Regions from separate parts of the Sus scrofa genome. Here region 1 is linked to region 2. Evidence: chromatin contacts called from public promoter capture Hi-C data. All regions are on one chromosome and are shown on one strand. Each heading gives the region's core, a stretch centred on a gene start, on an enhancer-like site or on the middle of the called end of the contact. The rest is flanking DNA. Distances are from core to core; before and after follow the strand shown. Region 1 holds the start of HAT1 (histone acetyltransferase type B catalytic subunit). Region 2 holds the start of METTL8 (methyltransferase-like protein 8).

What was found. Promoter capture Hi-C pulls out the DNA fragments that hold promoters and counts their contacts.
Region 1: a contact with region 2 is called in a promoter capture Hi-C map of fetal liver, with 2.0 times the contacts expected there. The contact joins the promoter of HAT1 here to the promoter of METTL8 in region 2. A contact is called at or near these places in 1 of 5 promoter capture datasets (fetal liver) and 1 of 47 Hi-C or Micro-C datasets (heart right ventricle).

The regions. Positions count from the first base shown.
Region 1 is chr15:78,020,770-78,025,477 of Sscrofa11.1, reverse strand. HAT1 (histone acetyltransferase type B catalytic subunit) reads right to left here and starts at 3,331. Exons shown (of 12, transcript XM_003483674.4): 1 at 3,230-3,331; 2 at 1,057-1,161. The coding sequence starts at 3,236. It overlaps SLC25A12 (calcium-binding mitochondrial carrier protein Aralar1), which reads left to right and starts at 3,548. Exons shown (of 18, transcript XM_021075518.1): 1 at 3,548-3,678.
Region 2 is chr15:77,562,700-77,567,446 of Sscrofa11.1, reverse strand. It overlaps METTL8 (methyltransferase-like protein 8), which reads left to right and starts at 2,955. Exons shown (of 12, transcript XM_001925591.5): 1 at 2,955-3,202. It overlaps DCAF17 (DDB1- and CUL4-associated factor 17), which reads right to left and starts at 2,818. Exons shown (of 12, transcript XM_021076469.1): 1 at 2,344-2,818; 2 at 1,820-1,923. The coding sequence starts at 2,469.

The DNA of each region.
Region 1 (4,708 bases), core at 2,082-4,581, 460 kb before region 2:
GTAAATAAATAAATAAAGTTTTAAAATTAAAAAAAAAAAAAGATATGAAAACTAAGTAATGGAACCAGATTTCATGCACACACAATTATTTTATAAATAGCTTTACTGTGGTGTAATTTACATAGCATACACTCAATTGTTTTAAGTATACAATTCAACGATTTTTGGTAAATTTAGAATTGTGCAACCACTACCACAATCTAAGTTTAAAACACTGCCATCACTCCCAAAAGAAATCTCATGCCCATCTGCAGTCATTCTGTTCCCATCCTCAGATCCAAGCTACCACTAATCTTTCTGTCTCTATGGATTTGCTTTTTCTGAACATTTCATACAAATGATCACACAGTATGTGGGGGGGGAATGCCTGATTTTTTTCACTTTAGAATGTTTCTGAGGTTCATCCATGCTGTAGCATGTATCAGACCTTCATTCCTTTTTTAATGTAAAATAGTATTCCAACATATAGATATACCATACTTTGTTTGACCATATACCAGTTGACTGATATCTGGGCTATTTTTTGGCTCCTGTGAATAATATTGCCATGAACATTCATGTACAAGTTTTTGCATGGACATACATTATCATTTCTCTTGGGTTTCACTTCTCTAGGTATTTTGGGCTATCTAGGAGTTGCATTGTTGAGTCATACCGCAAATACATGTTTTAACTCTTTGTTGCCATCAGGAATACATGTTTTTCCACATCCTCACCAATACTTACTATTATTTTCATAAGCAAAAAAGTAAAGGTAAAAATTTTTAAGATGCTGAAACCACTTATACCTGTCACATTTTGCCACATGGTACTGTCTATATGTAAACTCTGCCACCTCTCAAACAGCTACCCACTCCATGACATAAATCAAGACAATAAAATCTGAATGTGTCCAATAAGTGCAGAAAATTAAACATTAAACTGCAATAAACAATATAATACACTATACAAATGAGTGCAATAAACTGCTCTTACATAAAATTCTACTTCAAAATTTAAAAGATTATGTATACACACATAGTACATACTACTACTACTTAGAAAAGGCATACATACCTAATTTTAGTTCAATTGCTGTGTTGGTATTACATTTGTATTCTGCAAGTTTCTTCTCAACTGCACTCTTGTATTCAACCAAAAATTTCTCCATAGCACCAAATCCTGAGAAAAAGGTTTTTAAAAAGTCTCGTTGGAAGTAGTTAAATGGTCAAACCTACAAACAGGGTTCTTATTAGAAGTGGAATAGAGGTAAGACTTAAAACATGTGAATAGATCACAGATCTCCATATACTCCTAGGTAAATGTACTGAGTGTGACTGTCTCATCATAAAACTGAAAAAACATCACTTTTGAGATACAGGCTTATGAACTAGACCTGCTTTACATAAAAGAGTAAACTTGAAAAATAACATGACAGTCTACTGACATTTCTGAATATTTAATACTAATATAAAAATACCTGCTAGGATTTATACCTAAGTAGCCTTTTTAAAACAAATATAAAAGGATGCCATTGCTCTACTAAGAATCAAAGTGAGAATGTATTTATAATACAATAGCTTTTTATTTCGATATATTAGAAAAATTCTACCTGGAGTACTTCCAGATCAACTATTACAAAATCAACAACTAATAATGCATAGACAGATGATCTCAGGAAGGATACACAAGAAACTGGTAACCACTGTTATTTCTAGGATAAAAGAGAAGGAATGGGGACAGGGTTAGGAAAGAAAATTTTAAATGTATTAACAAAGTTTTTTTTTTAAACTATGTGCACAAAGTCACAGACTACTGGAGTACCTAAATGATCTCACTTCACGTGGCTACCCATCAACGTAATAACAATTAACAATGGAATAAATCATCATCAAGAGAAACTTTCAAGCAACAATGACAGTAAATCACCTGAATGATCACAAAAATTAGGGAAAATTCAGGAAAAAAAGGTGATGAGCAGAAATAAAAAAATGGGGTACAATGACACACCATAAACCTCAGTAATTGAATAAAAGCACATACCCAGAACATGGGCAACACCTGAAGCAAAATAGATAAACGGTTTGGAGTCAATTGTTTGATTCAAACCAGGCTCCACCATTTACTTACTAGATCTGTGAACTACAACACATTAGTTTTCTTCTCCGACCCCAGTCATAAATATTAGTTTAATCCTCATAATTCTATAAGACAAGTAGCTACTATATCAGCCCCATTTCATACTCAAAAGCTCAGGCTTTTAGAAAGAGATCCGGTTGCTTAAAGGGCACCCAATTACCAAATGGCGGGGCTGAGATTCAAATTTAGGCATAATTCTTATAATAGGTATACCCTGTGCAATACACATCCCCCCAACTCTGTTACTGCACCAGTATATCCCCAAATCCTACAGTCTCTATCTGGTAGAAGAGCCCTTCCTTAAACTTCTGCAGAGCTCATCATGCCTGTCAATCCAGCACATCCATGAAAGTGTACTGAGACTACTATGAAGGCACGGGGTAAAAACTAACTTGAAAAGATATGTAACTGGGGGGAAAAAGCAAATACATCAAAACAGTCTTAATACACGTAAAAAATAACGGAATTATTAATTTATAGAATAAACACAAGAGAATCATAACAGGCGCACCCTAAAAGAGAAGTTTAGATGAAGGAAGAATGCGAGAATCACCTTTCTCAAAGGAAATCTAAATAGATCCTAGGAATACTAAGGTGTGAGAGATTAAGGAGACCATAACGAGACAATCAAGATTCAAATGAGAGCCTCAAGTCAGGGCAAGGCAGCAATGCAGTAGCACAGAAGCTGACTGTAGCGGAAGGTGGAGGGAGAACTGGAAAAAGAGGGTCTGAGCATTAAAGTCAGCTGGCGGGAACAGAACCAGACCAGTAGCAGAGGCAGCAATGGGCAAGGGGAACAAGAAGAAAAACAGGCCTCCAGGCATCTGGCACCTTACAAGCTCAATCGCGACGCTTCCTCCAGGCCTTTTTGGCCCCCGCAGGCGCCGAATTCCCCCCAGAAGGCGCAAAACCCAGAGCCGTTGGGGGCGGGGGCACGAACCTCGGAGACAAGGAGCTAGGCTAAGAGTTCCGCGCTTCAAGGCTAAAACAGGCCTTCTAGAACCCAGGCTAGAGCCCGAAAGTTCCAGGCGGGCACTGTCACCACCGTCTCGGCGTTCTTTCCCAAACCTGCCCTCCCCCTCCCCTTGGTAAACTTTTCCCGGGAACTTACCCGCCATTTCCGAGCTGCGAGCACCCGCGGCCGAGGTAGGACGAATCAACCCGCGCGCTCCCTGGCCGGAAGTGAGCGCACTTACTGACGCATTTCCCCCGCCCACCCTTGGCAGGTCGCTGGCCAATGAGAGGAGGACGTTTGAGGCGCGGCAGGGCGGAAGCCCCTCGAGAGGCGGGGCTAACGCCGCCGGGGAGGCTCCGACGGTTGCCTAGCCACCGCGAGCTCCACCAGCCCATTTGCAGGCCTGAATTGGGGGCGGGGGCTGCAAAGGGACGTTCTCTGCTGAGGCGCTCGCGGCTCGAGGAGTTTCTTTGGTGTTGATTTGAGTAATATACATACCTTATGGCTGTTTTCTGTTCCTCCCTAATGATGTTTTGGAGACTGGTAGAAAAACTTTCCCTTTGGCCTGGACAGTAGATCACAGCACCTGAGCCCTAGTTTTACAGGTAAAATATAGGGATTGAGTTTTACTTGTGGGAGAAATTTTCAGTTGTTTTGTGTATTCCTGTTTTTGCCAGAAATACTTATTTAACATCGTTTTTCTTTTCTCTCATGTTCTTTTAACAGTATGTACACAGGGTGATATTTAGGTACTTGTCTTTCACTTTTTAAGATTATTAGGCAACAGTTTAGTGCACCGAAATTGCTACCTAATAATATCTCAGGTTACCTGTTCTGGTTCTCCATGTTTCGAGTCCTCGTGGCCTAAACCACATCACAGGATGCTGCCTGATTTGGACCATACGATTCGTTAGTATTTAGTAACTGCTGAAAATATTTGACCCAGGGAATAAAACACTGTTTAGGTATCCAAAAATACTCCCACAATGTTGTCTGTGTACAAAATGCCTTGTCTCAAGAATATTGGTTAATAGGTTTTATAATGATATACTATAACTAAAGTGGACCCTTGGGATGATAATCTAGAACTAATGCACTCCCTCATTTTAATGATGAGGAAACTAAAGCCCAGAAAAGAGAAACTACCCAAATTCACACTCAATATACAGCTTGCACCAGAGCCCAGCTCTCAGGATGCTCAGCTCAGCATTTGACTACATGGAGCCAGCCCTCCTGAAGATAAAGATCAGAAAAGATACTGAGAATGCACAGATCCTTTTCCTTTAAACCTTAATGTTAAGAAAACTGAAATCAGTGTCGCTAATGACATTATGGATCAAAAAGGAGAACAATTTTTTATATAAACACATTTCAAAAATGGCAAGCTTCATTTTTTCCAAAACTTATTTGTAGATAAGTCAATAGCTGACAAGCATTTATGATCCTTAAAATAAGAAATCAAGAGGTGAGCTCTCATTATGAAAGGAACCCGATGAGGATCCATGAGGACTCAGGATTGATCTCTGGCCTCCCTCAGTGGGCCAAGGATCCGGCATTGCCCTGAGCTGTGGTGTAGGTGGCAGATGTGGCTCCACTCCCATGTTGCTGTGGCTTGGTCTGGCAGCTGTAGCTCCA
Region 2 (4,747 bases), core at 1,706-4,205:
GCGATGAAACAAAACAAACCTCCTACCAACCTAGAATTCTGTGTCCTGGGAGGTTAACCTTCAGAAGTTGAGGAGAGGAGTTCCCGTCATGGTGCAGTGGAAACAAATCTGACTAGGAACCATGAGGTTTTGGGTTCGATCCCTGGCCTTGCTCAGTGGGTTAAGGATCTGGCATTGCTGTGAGCTGTGGTGTAAATCGCAGACATGGCTCGGATCTGGCATTGCTGTGGCTGTGGCATAGGCCGGCAGCTGTAGCTCTGATTGGACCCCTAGCCTGGGAACCTCCATATGCCACAGGTGTGGTCCTAAAAAGCAACCCCCCCCCCCCGCCCCCAGTGCTTAAAGGGAAATGTACGGCATTAAATAAAGATACTAGAAAAGGAAAAGTGCTTCCAGGTTAGTAAACACAGGAAGATTTAGGGAGAGTGGCCTGAACGCAGAGCCTGATCAAAGCTCTGTGCTCCTTTCCATATACCTTGTCCTATGTATCTCTCCCTTCTGGCTGCTCCTGACTTATGAACTTTTATAATAAATTGGTAATCTAGGGAGTTCCCGTCGTGGCTCAGTGGTTAACGAATCCGACTAGGAACCATGAAGTTTTGGGTTCGATCCCTGGCCCTGCTCAGTGGGTTAAGGATCTGGCATTGCCTGTGAGCTGTGGTGTAGGTTGCAGACACAGCTCGGATACCGCATTGGTGTGGCTCTGGCATGGCTCTGGTGTAGGCCAGCAGCTATGGCTCCGATTTGACCCCTAGCCTGGGAACTTCCATATGCCGTGGGAGTGGCCCAAGAATGGCAAAAAAACAAAAGAAATAAAAAATAAATTGGTAATCTACTAGGAATACAGCCAATCACAAATAAATCACATACTATGCAATTTCATTTTTTTGAAATGTCCAGAATAGATCAATCTATAGAGAAAGAAAATAAACTACTAGTTGCTTAGGCCTGAGAGTGTTGAAGGTATTGCTGTGATAGTTAAAGGGTATAGTGTTTCTTTCTAAGGTAATGAAAATGTTCTAAAATTAACCGTAATGATGGTTGCCTATATGAATCACCAATAGTTCATCAAATTCATTTTCATTGAATACTAATTTCAAGGAAGTAAAACTCATTGAATCATACACTTTAAATCAGTGAATTATAAAGCTGTTTAAAAAGAAGGAACGAAGGGAGTTCCCGTTGTGGCTCAGTGGTTAACGAATCCCACTAGGAACCATGGGGTTGCGGGTTCAACCATGGGGTTGTGGGTTCGATCCCTGGGGTTGTGGGTTCGATCCCTGGCCTTGCTCAGTGAGTTGAGGATCTGGCGTTGCCGGGAGCTGTGGTGTAGGTTGCAGACGCGGCTTGGATCCCGCCTTGCTGTGGCTCTGCTGTCAGCCGGCACCTACAGCTCTGATTAGACCTCTAGCCTTGGAACCTCCATATGCCACAGGAGCAGCCCAAGAAATGGCAAAAAGACAATAAATAAGTAAATAAATAAATAAGCATCTAATTATTAGATACCTGTATCTCTTGACTCTATCTTTTAAGCAGCATAAAATACTACATTGTACCCAGCAAGCTATCATTTTGCCTGCAACATGAATTCGCTATAAATTGGTATTATAGCGAATACCAATAAAATGAAAATGAAACCTCAAGCTTTAGGTTTAACAAGATTTTTAAGTTACACACATTTTATCCCCTACTCTTATTTTTGGACCCATTTTTCCATTCTCTTATTTCACAAGCACTAATGTAGGCATAAGTGTTTCCATAAATATTAGAGTTCAGATCAACAGTCAAATGAATTACAACAAAAATTTTCACCAGATACCTGCTGACACAGCATCGATAATTATCAAAATATATTCTTCCTCTCTCATAGGCTATAGGTGACTTGGAATGAGTCGTCCAAACATTCTTAAATTTAGTACTTTCCTGAAAGACACAAGGAACTTCAGTTTAGGAAATAACTCATAAGCTTCCACTCTGCACCAATTTTAAGTTGGATGGTTAAATTGACAGTTTGCAAAGTAATTTCATGTACTTTTTAGAAAACATTATGTTCAATGCTTCCTCAATCTGCCCTCGCGTTTTGGCTTAAGTGGAGTGATCGATTTTAGAAAAACTGTTTCTAAGAAGATATACGAAGGTTAAAACTAAAAGCATGCGGCGGTTCCGTTTTAATGGTTATTTACTAATCCCCCCGCTTCAAGGCCTGGATCACCCTGACCATCATGTGAGATCTTAAAAACGGGCTGTCCTGCAGAAAAACTGCACCCCAGCAAGAAGGCTTGACCTCCCCGTCGCCCCGTCGCCCCGCTGCCCCAGGTCCGGCTCCCGGTGGCGGGTGGTCACCTGGCACACCAGCGCCCGCAGGATGCCCAGGTTGGTCCTCTGCACCACGCCCGCGTCGCGCGAGAAGAAGCCCAGCGCCCGGCGACTTAGCCGGCAGCACACGTTGGGCTTCTGACTTGGCCCCATGGAGGCGCGGGCCAATCGCGGAGTTGTCCGGGCCCAAGAGGGGCGCGCCCCTCACTCCCGCGCAGAGCAAGGGCCCCTACCGCCGAACCTCCAGGCCCCAACTCCCTGAGGGGCCCAGGAAAAGGTGACACCGGGAGCCTGGCAGTGGGCGCAGGGCGGTGGGGCGAGGGGAGGCAGAGCCGGTGCTGCCCGTGAGTGGAGAAGTGGGAAGGAAAAGCAACTCCCTTCTCCGTCGGCCCCTCCAACGCTCTAGGGCTCGGGACCCGGCTGCCGACAGCGCGACGCCTGCGTAACGCGCGGTCGGATGGAGCCGTTCCCTCACCGGGAAATGTAGTTCCCAGTACACGCTGAGGGAGCCTGGCCTGTTCCCAGAACTACAATCCCCATCAGGCAGCGGGCAGCGAGCCCTTGCCCTGGCCCCGCCTTCAACCCACCACAGCCCCGCCCCGCCCCTCCTCCTGGGGCTGGGCTGAGTCTGCGCTGTAGGCCTGGCGCGCTTTTCCGGGTCTGCACGCGGCGCCGGGGGAGGGCCTGGTGGCTCTGTACTGCCGCCTCCTGGTCTCGGTTTCTTAGAATACGCCCTTCGCCCAGGGGTTCGTTTCTTGCCGCCCGGTACCCCCAAGCCTCTGAACCCCTGGACTCTTGCTTTGGGAGGCTCTGGCGGGACGCCGAGAGGGGCATTGTGTCGTGTGCGATCCCTTCCCCCCGAGGCAGCATCATGTGCTAAAGAAAGGTACGCCCTCGGCTTTCCCTTCAGTGTACTGTGAACGTTTTGGATGAGATGTATAGTTAAACATTTGGGATCAGTAAACACTGCTTTTGTGTTATGAGTTAGTGGTGAAGATGCTGGCATTCCCGCCAAACTGGAGTTGAATTACCCTTTACCAGAGGTCTGCCCTGCTGTGGCCCTCAGAGACGCGGGCAGGTTTTGCAATAATTGCTGCATTTTCCTTTCACATTTTACTCCCTCCTTATCGGGAATGAAATATCACATATTTACATTATTATTGAACTGCCCGAGGCATTCCAGTTTGATTGCTCTTAAGTAAAAGATGACTTTGTGACTATCCCTGCCTGTAGGTCAGAGTTCCCACTACACTGCATTTTCAGCAATCTTGCACCAGACTTGTCCTATTGCTCTGCTTGTGAGTCCCTTGAGGGTGGTGTCTTTGCATTTCCCACGTGGCCTCTTGTTCAGAGGTAGGCAAGGCAGCAACTCCATCTGACAGAGCAAAAAGTACAACCCTGGGTGAGTGTGTTGGGTTAAGTGTTTAGGAAAAATTTGTCATATCTCTTTTTAACCCTGCTGAATTTCCTTTAGGGCCTAGGCTTTTGCTGATTTTTCATATCTTATTTACAGCATACTGTGGAGTGCTTTGTATATTTTTAGAGAGCGCTATAATAGTTAATTTGCTAATTCATGAATGCAGCTGTCGCTGAGAAAACTGGGACCCAGAAAAGATAACGGGATTTTCTTTGGCTGAAATGAAATTCAAATCATTGCTGAATTGAACTCATAATCTTTTTTCATCTTCCCCTTCACCCCCACTTATTTGTCTTCCAGTGGTCTTTATCTCACCTTCCAAGCCCCAAGTCACCCAAGGGACAGCCATCTTTTCCCTCATCCTCAACCAAGTACTTTTGATTTTGATATCTGTCTCCTCTTCATACCCCAGCATAATTTAGGGCCTCACCATTTTATCACATTATTATGTTAAATAGCCTCCTTTCTGCCTTACTTAAATACTTTCAATTCCAGCCCTCCACTCTGCTGCCAGAACGATTTTTCTAAAGCACAAATCTGTCATTTCCCTATTAAAGCTTTTACGTGGCTCCCAATCACCCAGAGCAGAATTTCTCAAACCCACGTAGATACCCAGGATTAACTTAAAATATGATCAGTATGTTAAATATATGCAAATATGAAACTGTATATAAACTCCTTATGTTGTATCTTTTGTACAGCTATAATGCTCAATTATATGTTAAATGAAGCAAAACTATAATACACATAAATTCTGATGATTGCTTGTTCATTGTTACCAATGAGACTGTTTTTGCTGGACCTATAATGCTCTAAAACAATCTTCACTGTACTTTGGGGCATAAATTCCTTACCGAAAAGCCCGTTTATATTGTCCTTGTGTTGAGAGATTACACAATGACTTCACCCCTTTATTTAAGCCTGTAAAACTTTCCTTTGATCCATATGTCATGATTTCATTTGCTCTTCACCTGACAGTCTCCATGTCTCATTATCCTGCACCAGTGACAAATG